2 separate regions of the Rattus norvegicus genome follow, and region 1 is linked to region 2. Evidence: chromatin contacts called from public Hi-C data. All regions are on one chromosome and are shown on one strand. Each heading gives the region's core, a stretch centred on a gene start, on an enhancer-like site or on the middle of the called end of the contact. The rest is flanking DNA. Distances are from core to core; before and after follow the strand shown.

What was found. A called contact is a pair of places that touch in the nucleus more often than the background predicts.
Region 1: a contact with region 2 is called in a Hi-C map of the A7r5 cell line, with 5 times the contacts expected there. The contact joins the promoter of Nek7 here to the enhancer-like site in region 2. A contact is called at or near these places in 2 of 12 Hi-C or Micro-C datasets (the A7r5 cell line and mammary epithelial cells) and 1 of 1 datasets of contacts at active chromatin or transcription factors (oligodendrocytes).

What each region holds. Positions count from the first base shown.
Region 1 is chr13:52,696,694-52,703,164 of GRCr8, reverse strand. It overlaps Nek7 (NIMA-related kinase 7), which reads left to right and starts at 2,342. Exons shown (of 10, transcript NM_001108346.3): 1 at 2,342-2,494.
Region 2 is chr13:52,404,611-52,410,791 of GRCr8, reverse strand. No RefSeq gene overlaps it. Among named protein-coding and RNA genes, the nearest start is that of Atp6v1g3, 45 kb to the right of the region's middle. Within about 2 kb of position 2,796, at least 15 of the 93 cell types and tissues checked have an H3K27ac peak or open chromatin away from gene starts, as enhancers often do. A contact at or near this core is called in the A7r5 cell line, where this site is marked.

The sequences.
Region 1 (6,471 bases), core at 1,093-3,592, 290 kb before region 2:
TTGTGAGTGTCCTGAGCCAGAGGAGTCTTCTCGGGCAGGCTTCTCTGTTTTCCCATTAGCATTTGCTCCAGGCCAGAAGGCTGGCTTCTGGCACCTGGGAATAACCTTGCCTACCCACAAGGAAGGTGATATAAATTTAGAAAGAAAAAGTACAGTGTCTTCTGTTTTGACCCTCTACCCAGTCTTTGCAACACTGTATACTATTTGTCTGTAGCCATGAAGCCTTTACAAGTAAAAAAAAAAAAAAAAAAAAAAAAAAAAAAGGACACATTACATTAGTTTCATAGTTAGGGCATCATATAACACCAAAAGGATTCTTCCTAGATAAAGGCTTTGCAGCCACTAAGGATGTGGGAGTGAACTTTTGCCCAATTTGACCCTCAGTGTTCATTAGGTATAGTGTTCGCTTCTCGTTGGACTACTTTGTATGTAGATAAATTGGTAGCGTGCTTAAACTGGGCCACCTGTCAATCCACATTTTTCCAAAATGGCAGTATCAAACAGAGTAAGAACAAGCTCTGAGCCATGCATCTGGTCCTAGGTTGAACTTTACCTTGTAAATGTCTTTGAGTTTTTCTGTATGCTATGCCTATGCATGGCAACTCAAGTGACATTGTTCCTATGGCTGCTTTGGCGTGATGTGACCATACAATATAGTTCAAATGCCAACTTATTGGCTTTATCCTATCTTCATCTCATATACCACATTCAATCCTCCACAAACCCCTTTGGCTCTGTCATGGACATGTATCTGAAGTCTGTCTGGTTTTGCTACTGTCTGGTATTGCTAGCATTCTGGTCTAAGCCTGATCGGAATGTTTCACAGAGACCATGAATTGTCTCTTTTTTTTAACTTCTAGTTGTGTTATCCTACAGTTCATTCTCCACAGTTCTGTTTTTCTTTCAACTTACTCCTGTAATGAATTTCCACTTTATTCAGAATAAAATATAAGAGTTCAAATTTCTACACCTGTCCCTTTTCTGGTAGCCCATCCCCCATTTCATCATCTTCTCCCCCTTGTTCGTTGGTTTGGATTCTATCTGCATTGACCTCCTGGCTGTTTCTCCAACATGGCGAACCCACGTCCACACAGGGTACCTTTGCATTTCCCGTGTAAAACCTTCTACTTCCTGAGTCGCATGCCACCTTTTCTCACTTCTTCAGGTCTCTGCTCAAATTCCAAGTGATTTTCCCCTGATAAACATACTTAAAGGAACATTCACACCCCAGCTTTATTTCTCTATGAAATAGATATAGACCCTCTCCTCCCAATCTAAGAACTCGCCTGGCAAACCTGTACAGCTTAAGCTCTTGAACCAACGCTACCTCTTGAAATTTAATTTTCTTTCTAAAATTAAAGTTTGCGTTTTTTCCTAATTCTATTTTACATACTTGCATTCGTATGTGCGCCACGCTGCAGTATGGATGTCAGAAAACAACTCGTGGGGACTCAGTTCTCTTCTATCACGTGGGTCCTGAGAATCAAACTCCTGGCCCTAACTTTCTAAATCCTACTTTCCATTGTTTGAACACATTTGAGCTATAATACCGTTTTTTGTTTGTTTGTTTGTTTTGTTTTGTTTTGTTTTTTGGCTCTACTACTACCCTTGGCAGGAAAATGAAACCAGAGAAAGACCTAGTGATACCGAATGATTAGAATATGTGCTCAAGCGTGCCGCTGTATCTCACCGGCTGTTTCTAAGGAGGCGTTAAAGCTGTTCTTCCGAGAAAGACCATAAGTTAAACAACTGCCACTGAATGATTAGAATATAGGCATGACAGACTCTATACTGCCTCCTAGCTGGCTGCCCCAGTAGTTCAAATCTGGTTAGTGGAACAGTAGGAATCAAAGCTTTGCTTTTCAACAGCTCCATGTACTAAGGAGAGAACCATATTGCAAATATGTGACGTGTAAATTAATTTATGTAATGTAATAATTTTTGTAATGCCACTTTGTAAGTGTGCCTGTATCTCAAAGATCCTGCATACCTAGTACCACCTAGTTCAACTTTCGGAAGCGTCCTGAAAGGCATTCCTAATGCTGGGACACTAAAGTCTAGATTTGTTTAGCCAGATTCCGGGAAGACTCTCGTTTGCTTTCACTGACACAGTGTAGAGGTAGCTGAAACCACTTGGTAAAAGAGAGTGGGATCAAAATACGCCGATTTGAAGGCAGGGGCCAACCGCAGAAAGGGAGGCACACCCCAGTTCTCAGGAAAGTGGCAGCGTGGGCTCCCGAGCAGGGTGCGGGCGCGGGGAGGGGCCTGCGGCGGCCCGCCCTCTCCTCGGGGATGCCGGGATGTTTACCCTCCTGACAGCCGCGGCAGCCGGAGGAGGAGCACAGCCGGGAGGATGGGCCGCTGCTAGGCTCGCAGTGGGAAGCGCCGGCCGATCAGGGTGGGAGCCGGCGCTTGCAGTGGCGCGGGCAGAGGCGATCGGCCCGGGATCGCGCAGCCCTGCAGCCCGCGTGGATCGAGCTGCCCGGGCGCCCTGGTGAGTATGCACGGCCCGGCCGGGTGGGGCCGGTGCGGGGAGCGGGCGGGCCGCGTGGGGCCTCGGACTCGCGTGCCTCTGAGGATCCGCCAGGCCGCCTACAACTGGTGGAGCGCGGTGCAGGCCGCTGGCTGCGGGAGCTCAGACCCCGGGCGCTTCGACCCCCGGGAAGCTCCAGCTCTGCGGTAGCGGCGGCAACAGGTCTCCGGGCTCGGACAGGAGGAACTCCAGTGAAGACCCGCCTCCGGGCAGAGCTCATTGGTCACCTTGGCTATTTACCGATCGCGGATTGGCTCAACCGATTAAGCTGCCGCCCAGTTTAGAAAAGTGAAGTTCACAGACTGTGAGTGGTCGGGTAGTCAGGTCGAGGACTGATTGAGACCGATTCAGGGCTAGGATGCAGCAAAGTATGAGCTGAGCTGAGTCACAGATGGGACGAAGGTGACGTTAGAGAGGCCATGGGGGGATGCTGCTGAGCAATGTCGGCTGCCTCCGCCTGGGGCGGAGACCCTCAAGAGATGCATTTATTGACACACATACTGTACTCGAATAGCCTAAGTCTCTGCCCGGGCTAGACACTAAGAATGTATTTACTTTAGAGTAAGATGTGTTTGTGCCCTTTACGATTCTGGTGATGGAACTGAATATAGTAAAACAATCTAGAGATGAAATGACTTTCCCCCTCTTTCTTTGAGACTACTAATCTTAAAGGTTGTAATAAAAAACAACCAGATGTCCGCAGCTAACAGAGTATTATTAGGACCACTCTTTAGTTTCTCCTCCAAGAAATCTGCAGTTCCCAGTAGACACGTTGTCTACAGCCTTTCACGGCGGTGTGCTTTGGTAGGCTGCCTTTCAGGATAACGTTCCGAATATGCATATTATAAACCTGTTCTCTTCTAGATGATGGGATGTTGTGATCCAAGAAAGACTTAGTACCCACACTCAAAAATTTGTAGTTTGGGACAACCGGACAAACTCTGAAAATGATGAATAAAAAAAAAATACAGCCTGCAGTGCTGTGTGGCATTTCTTGCTTGTATTCATGGCTGCAGTATTTCGTGATGGCCAGTGCACTTGGTTGAACTGGCTTGCAACCTAAGCAGTTATTTCATTTTCACAGCACTCTGCCATCACTCCGAGAGATCCGGTCCATAATTTGCTTTACATCCCAAACCGTTGCATCCTCTGTTTTGGCTGGTGGGGGGAAAACTTTACTTCTTAGAGAGGCAGAAAAGTGGATATGAGAGGAGGGCCTTCGGAGAAGAGTTCGGGGCCGGAATGGAGGGGAATCTGGACCCAGTGACCATGCAGTCCTCAGATTCCACTGCAAGGTGGGCGTCCCCGCCTTCAGGGCACTGACAGCCACTGCAGCCAATGAACAGCGAGGACACCCGGCCCTAGCTCAGGAGGGCGGGTACTTCCTACTGCTGCCCTGGACTAGGAGAGGGAGGCCAAGTTTCTTTGAGGATGTGGGCCTATGGAAAGAAGGGTTGAGAGGCTCAGTCTTGTATAAAAAACAGAGGAGAGGGGGCCTCTGGTTTTCTTTGCGCCCCTTGTTAACTTTCAGGATTCGGGCTCAGCTTGGAGTCACAGTTTCCACTGAAACCATTGTACATAAGAAACAAACCTGGTCAGCAAATTAAATATAGTCCGTGACTGACTGGGGCTTTTGCCCGAGATCATCTGAAACTGAAAACCAAGAACTATCAGAAGAAAATTCATTAGACACTTTTATGGCAGCGTGGCAGTTTTAATACGGTTAAGGCAGTTATCAGTTTAAAGAGTCAAGACTGCATTTTTTTCAGACCTATTTTGTAATCTGAACTACTAAAGTTTATTTATCTGGTTAATACCTGTCTCCCGCCATTCCTTTCCCACAAACGCCTTCTTCGGTGGACACTTAAGTTTCTTTCCAGCCTAATAAAACCGAAGAAAATCACCCCTGTTTATGATGGCTGCACTAGCAGAGGAGGGGAGCAGAGGCCGCTGACAAGCCTTTCTTTACTAAATTAAAACCCAGCATCTCAGTTTCAAATAAACCGAAGTGTACAGCACTTACACTCTGTAAAGATAAGTATTGCCAGGACTCCCCTCTCAATTCCAGACTTCTGATGATTGCAGTTGATGCCCCTCAGCCTTGACTTACTACAAACATTAAGTATTATGCATTTACTAAAAATAGAATAAAGTAAAATCCCAGTGATTTTACTTATTCTGTGATTAACAGTGATTCTGTTATTATAAGAATTTTTAGGGTAGCTATTCTCATTTTCACCTTTTTTTTTTTTTTCAAATACTTGATTAGTGTGTGGGCAGATATTTTACTTCACAATCTAAACCGTAGTACAGTAGCAAACTTACGGGTAGTTCTGAAGGTGTGGGAAATTTATAGTTTAGAACTATATGACCTGGGTGGTTATTATTTACTCCGAATTGCTTTATATGCAATTCTACAAATATTGTAACCTTTTTCTAAGAACCATTACTTTAAACTTTTGAAGTTGTTCCATTTTAATTCTTCCTCCTACAATTTATTTATTCATGGAGAGTATAGCCGATATAACATTGGATATATGATTATACCCAAGCATATGTGTTTGTGGAATATAATTTTATAATTTACACTTAAATTTTTTTCTTGGCGTAGGGTTTTACTCTGCTGGCCCGGAACTTACTTTGTGTATAGCTCAGGTTGGCTTTGAACTCATGCTCTCCTCCTGCCTCAGCTTCCCAAAGGCTGAGATTATAGGCATGAGTTACTGTCTTTGGCTGAGAATTTCGAAACTTATATAACTTACATAGCTGCAAAACTTTTAAACTGCTGATTTGTTTCCAACTGACAGTTTGGTGTCCCTATGGTGTTACCTATTTCTCAAAGTATTTTCTTCCTTTTAAAGAAAACAGCCTCCGTTATCGTTCATGGTTTTATGGTGAGGATTGGGAATGAGGGCAGATGCTAAGGAACATCTTTTCCCATTTTTGATCAGGATAAATGATTTTTTAACCTTTATTAAAAAAAAAAACACTTTGTCCTAATGTGTATATAATGACCAAATAAGATGAGCTTTACTGGGGTTAATAGCTAGCCGCAGTGTACACATGAGGAAAACTTACTGGTTTATAAAAGTGTACAGATGTCCGTTTTATATGACTCAGTGGAAGTCGTCCCTTTTGCATGTTACCTACCACAGCTCCTGAGTGGACAGTAGTTAAGAGCTACTTTTGAACTCCAGGCTGCTTATGTACAGATGGGTTCACTAGCCCTAAACAATATAATAAGTATTAATAAGTCATAATAAGTATTTTTGACTTCCTGGGCTGTATTGTCTCTGGGAGCTCCTGCTTTTATAGCCACAAACACTCCCCATATATGTGCATGTAGCTGTGCTCCAATAAAACTTTATTTATATAGAAGATAACATCAAAGGCCTACGCACGAGTTTTAAGCCATTGGGGTTTCCAGCAACAGTGCGCTGTGAAAGTTTTTATTCTTAGAACGTGTGTCTAACGTCCACTGAGCATTACCTGATTTTGCTTATTGGTGTTCATAACCACGTGAGCCACTTAGGTTGGTTATCCTGCTGTGAAGGGTAAGGGGATAAAAAAGTACTCATTAGACCAGAACAGACGTAGAGAAGATTTACTAGAGAAAATAATCTGCAAGAAGAGACAGAGGTGCAGGGGGCTAATACTCAGAATAGCTTCGAGAGGGGATGGGAGTTGTCTTTGCAGAGCTTTAGACAGCCTTGGCCTCTGGGGACCCCAGACTCATCCTGTGACATAGAAGCAGTGTGTGAGTGAGTGCTGTGTCCTGTTTCCTCCTTGGGAAACTCAGGTAAGAGGTGATGCCAGCCATTTATCCGCTCTTTTGTGCTCTTTAGTCAGTGATAGTCCTCATATGGGTGAGTTCTGACAGGCTTCATTCGTGAGTGCTCATTTTAGCTACTGTCCCTATGACTGTTACCGTTAGAGGG
Region 2 (6,181 bases), core at 1,547-4,046:
TCTTCTCGTTACATCCCACCGGGTCTCGTAATACCAACTTGTCTCGGGATTCCCCAGCATTGATGACTCCGATGACATGAAGGTAAGGAAGAAGTAGATTCCAACCAACTCTAATTTATTGGGGGTTTCGTGGGGCTACAATTTGAGAATCCAAATACCCTGTTTATCTGCAACCTCTCCATTTAATTAGTTCATAGCAATGTGAGCTTGTGGGTTCTTATTTTGTTACTATTCACCGATTTCATGTTTTTCGATTCTCATCAGCTCAAGCGTGACCAGTAGGAGCCTCTTCGAGCTGGGCTCTGTGTTCTTATCACCCGTCCCTACAGTTCCCGGGCACTTTCTTATTTGCCAGTCAAGCCGAGAGCCCCAGGCTTATGTTCTACTCTTTGAGCCAAGCCTGGGATCTGTTGTTTCTGCACTTGGAGTTCAGAGGCCGAGATCTAGCTGAGAGGTGTGTTTGCTGCTACAGGAGCGTTTCCGCCACTGCGGGCAGAGTAAGGGAATTTTGTAGGTGTGGGCACGCACACATTCATTCCTATATGCCCGCTTGTAAGATATTGATTTCTATATTTGCTTTCTATATAAAAGAATACTAGCTTACACCATCATTCCAGATTCTACCAAATGTCCCAATTCTCATTCGCCTTTGCCTCCTGTGTTTGTAACTATACCCTAATTTTATCATCATTCCTAACATTGCATTTCTCATTTCATAGCGTCGTTATATAACAGGCCTCTAAGAGGTAACACAGTCCTTCCCATTCCACGTGTCCCCAGGCCCTGCTGGTGTCCATCCTCTAGACGCCTGTCACAGATCCATCAGCTTGAGGCCAGACCAGTCCATAGGACTTCCAGTCCAGCCAGGGATACTTAGCAAAATCCTATCTCAAAACCAAACAAAGCCAACCAGTGAAACCAAGAGAGCACATTTATGTATTATTTTTTATTACAAAAAAGAAAAAACTATTTCAAAGATAGTGCCAAGAGTGTACATCCATACCACATCTAATGGTGTCTCCTGTCACTTGGGACAACTAATGAACAGATATCACTGCGTTATCCAATCAAGTTCACACTTCATTCAGATTATTTTTCTTCTAAACTATAACTCCCCACCCTCTTTCTCCTGTTCTAGGATCCTATCCAAGGCATGTCATTTCTCTGTCAAGGTTCCCGCACACCTTATTGGTTGCAAATGTTTCAGCTGTCCATTGCAATTGTGAAGAGTTCCTGTCTTTTGTACACCGAGCTTCAGGAGGGATTTACAGGACACCCCGACGAGCTCTGGATTATGTGCTTGAGGGGAAAGACTAGTGAAAGTTATAAGACAGGTCAGCCTGAGCAATCACCATCCCACAACCCTGAGTTTTCCATGCCTAACTTCTCTTTCCACACTCCGGGGTTTGGAAGGAAGTCACCAAGCACAAAGCACAGGGAAAGAGAGGTGTTTGAGCCCTACGCTCTGTGAGGGTGAGATCTGCTCTCTCTGAGACTGCTCAGGCTTCCTAAACAAGAGACTATATACTTATTTCTCCCAGTTGATTCTGCCGGGAGGATTCACTGATACTCATTATACATTTTAGATTATGGAAAATCACTGTCTTTTGACCACCCCTCATCCACATAGCTAGTGCAGGTGCCGATGACAGAGACCACATTCCTGGCACATGGACAAGTATTCTTTTTTTTAAAGTTCTTTTTTTTTAAGATTTATTTATTATTGCCTACATGCATACCTGCAGGCCAGAAGAGGACACCAGATCCCATTAAAGATGGTTGTGAGCCACCATGTGGTTGCTGGGAATTGAACTCCGGACCTCTGGAAGAGCAGTCGGTGCTCTTAACCGCTGAGCCATCTCTCCAGCCCATGGACAGGTATTCTTAAACACTAATTCTGTAATTTGTTGGTTTCTTATACTGTTACTTTATCATCCGGAATGCCTTTGGTCACATTTTCTAGTTGATTTCCTGTCATTGTTTGACTCTTAACTTCGTGGCTGGCCTTAAATGTCAACTCTTACTCACTTCCTTTGGCATTTGGGAGTACATCTCTTTTTTACTGTAGTTACCGCGCTCTCCCGTGTTTGTTTGCCTGTTGGTCTTTGTGACTGTATTGTGAGGCTGGTGGGATTCCAATTATTTCTCTCTCCCCTCTCTTTCAGTTTGAAGCAATTGTGTGCAGAACATACTTGGTTTTAGGGACAAAGAATATGGCTGGCCTCATCAAATAGTTGAGTTCTACAATTATTCACTTGAGTCCTTTCTAGAGAACTGACACTTGGGAGTTGCCATTCATGGAATGTTTTGTTTTGTTGTTTGTTTGTTTTTGATTGATGTTGTTTTTGTTTTTTCCCTTCTTGCAAAGATGTTCCTTTTCTGATCATCAGGACATCCTTATACAGGAATATCTGTAGATCAAGCACTTGTCTAGTGACCGGCCGAAATCGAGGGCATGCTTTCTTGCCAAGATTATTCCCCTAGCAACTATGGTTTCAGTAGCAGACTGCCCCAACTAACTGGGCCAAATAGCTGGGGTACAAAAGAGGCAGACAGGAAGGAAGTCTAGCAATATAGATATTCACTTTTCGAGGCACAAAATACACCCTGTGTTGACACAAACAAACTGCCTTCGCCATTTTGACTGTCAAGTAGTCAGGAAAATATTTAAGTCAGTCTCGAAGCAGTCAAATTGGCCAGCAAGCCTGTCTGCCTCTCCCCTCCCCTCCCACTGTACTCTGCTTCCTGATTTCCCTGGCTTGTGTTTTAGAAGCAGACACGTCTTCTTGCCAGAAGAGGATGCTTTCTTTCTCACGGAAACTTAATGAAATAGCTGTTACATCATATAAATCCACTTCCTTAACAGTATGTGTCAGACTATCAAATCAGTTAAGGAAAATCCTCATCTTTTTTTCTCTTTGAAATTATGGATGGGGCTGGTCGGGTTCCAAATTCAGCGAGTTCATATCGCCATCTAGTGGTCAAAACAGGATTGTCTGCACAAACGAAGGAGAAAATTTTAATACTTCATTGGCTGCGAAAACCAAAGATCCAATCTTATTTGCTCTGCTTCAAAGACTCACTTGGCTGATTCTGGCTAGCGGTTTAGTTTCAGGCTACTTAGTACTCACAGTTAATTTGATATTATGTTTTGATAGAACACCAGGCTACTGACTGAAATTGTTGATTACAGTTTAGCTTGAAAACAAATCTCAAAACATAACCAGAAACAGTTCCTTTCCCCAGTATAAGGATAACATGTTTATCAAGTAAAACCAAAGACTGTGGATGGCAAATGACAATGTCTCGCAACTTAAGACGAAGTAAACGTCCTCCTAGTGGAAACAAGAGGAAGCGAAACTAAGACAGAAGCAGGGGCGCCATCTTACTCCTTGTTTCTGAAATAGTCTTGGGGTGTTAGGGAAGGAAGATCCAAAGCCAAAACTGTGCACTGAAGGGAAAACCACAACCCACAGATAGGAAAGATGCTTTGTTTCCATTCAAAGTGAGCAAGCCCAAGTCTGATTGTTTCAACCTTGGTTGTCCTCAGACCTTGCATAAAAACTCGACTGGTATTTTCAGAAATGTATTGGTGGTTGTTAGGTAAAATACCCACAGAAGCATTTCTGATGAAGGCACGGCCTGTGGGATAGTTGTAATTTTAGAACTGAATGCAGCAAGGTTTTCTATTTCTTCCTACACCGAGGAGGTGAAGGCAAGGCTAATCCACTTCCCTGCCGCACCTAGATGGATCTGGCGCTCCATTTTATGGCGTGTGGCAGAGCTGGTTCTGTCTCAGAACTTCCAGAGCACCGTGCTCCTTCCTTCCTGATGGCATTTTGCAGGCTTGGATGAGAGACAGGAAGAAAACTAGTCAGGATGGGAAACGGGCAAGAGGAGAGGAAGGAAAAAACACCCCCAAGGGACTCAGAGTGTCTGCCAGACGCAGGCTGTGAAGAACACTTTATGCAAAGTTTTAAACCAAGCCTTTTAACCCATACGGTTACAGTTCCCTACAGAAGGCAAAACGGATTGCCACTCTTGGCAACAACCTAGTTTAATGTAGCAACCCTAAACATACTATTATTAGTAAGTAAACTCTAATTTAAAAATACTGTGGAGTTGATAAAAATTCAGACAGAGATGATTTAGTAAATGAGCGACTTTGTTATTGGTTATACCAAATTATATAAAATCCAGTTTTTAAATTTTTTCCTTGTCTATCCTGGTTCATTTTTGGTAATTTTTTAAACATTGTTAATGATACAAATTTGTATTTTATAAATAACTTGCAACAAATAATTTGTACATAATTTTAATATGATAAAGTATAGGTAACATTTTGGGTTAATCCTTCTGGACCATTGACCTAGTGACAAGCAACTTTCTCATTATAAATGTTCTGAGGATGGCTACCCTCTGACAAAATCCATCACCTGCACACACACACACACACACATGCACACACATGCTCACACACTCACACACTAACACACACGTGCACACACACACGTGCACACACACACACACGCACACACATAAATACACACACAGATACACACACACATACACACACATACATCCACACACACGCACACACCACATGCACACATCACACGCACACACACATGCACACACGCACACACGCACACACACACACACACACACACACATGCCTCGGCAGCTTCATATTTCCATGGATGGAAAAGCTGGCTTAAAACTGAACTATTTATGACTTACTCTACCTGCACTTTGAGCTCTTCGGGCCTTATTGGTAATTGCTTACCAATAAGCAACTTTGGTAAACTGTGGTGCCAGAAGTGATAAGGTTCGTGCTGACAGCCCTGCCTGGCTGCTGCTGGCTTCTGCAGTGTTCCTTGCCCTGGGCAAAGAGCTCCGCAATTGCAAGAGAGAGGCAGTGCCACACACCCCGTTTGCCAGTTCGCATATTTCCCCACACTCACGCAGTATAGGTAGCTGTGGGCAGAGCTCGCAGCTTTGTCATTGTTTCTGGCTTTGAAGCAAGGGTTTTGTTTCGGGCCATTTTATTGGGTGGGTTCCTGTGGGCATTATTTTAAGTGCTGGAGAAAGTTATTTTTTCCCTCTGTTTTGGTTTTCTAATAACAACAAATCATGAATTAATTGACTGCACACAGAAGCTAAACAAAGGGAAATAATCCTTTGGGAATCAGCTCTGAAAAGGGGCTGGCAGCCAGAAGGCAGAGAACGTTTGCCACCACAGTTAGAAGAATGCCTGTTTGACCCGGTGTCATTTTCTGTCACCCAGGTTTTGTGTGCTCTGGCCTCTTGGCTTCGCTGGCACAAACCTAAGTCTGTCCTCACTCTGGCAGCCCTCGTTCCTGAAGTCTTGGTCCACTAGTGATAAAACTTCCCTCTACAGTAAGTGTCAGGCCTAGGGAGACTGGGCCAGGAGAGGACAACAACCACTGCTAAATGAACTGTGTGCACAGACAGCTGCACACAGCATTGGGGTTGGACTGGGAGTCTCTGAGGGAGCATTGGTGTTTGTTCCAGGACAAAAGCATGAGCTATGTCAGTTTGCATTTTTTTCTCCTGCTTTTCAGAAAGTACCAGGCGTGTCCTCTTAACACTTTCACAAGACATTAACAAAATTCTCCTCCTCCTCCTCCTCCTCCCCCTTATCATCATCATCCTCATCCTCATCCTCATAGTCACTGGGCATTTTTCCACATTCTCCTACTACAGCTTAGCACCATAAACATGAGAAACTCTGAGAGGCGATTGACAACCTGTGTAGATCGCACAGCCATAGTCTTTTTTTTTTTTTTTTTAATCATGTCAAGCCAGGAGAGGAAGAGAGAGAGAGAGAGAGAGAGAGAGAGAGAGAGAGAGAGAGAGAAAGGGAGGAAGGGAGGAAGGGAGGAAGGGGAGGAAAGAGAGAGACAGAGAGAGAGACAGAGAGACAGAGAGAGAGAGGGAGGAAGGGAAGAAGGGGAGGAAAGAGAGAGAGACAGAGAGAGAGAGAGAGAGAGAGAGAGAGAGAGAGAGAGGAAGAGCGGAAGGAAGAGTGAGAGTGAGGAAAAAGAGTGAGAGTCTCCTGTAGCTTTATTCACCACTTAACACAGCCATAGTCTTAATGGTACACGATTCACTTATAGCAGGTCTCCTACGGAATCAATTGTGTCTATTTTGTCCGTGA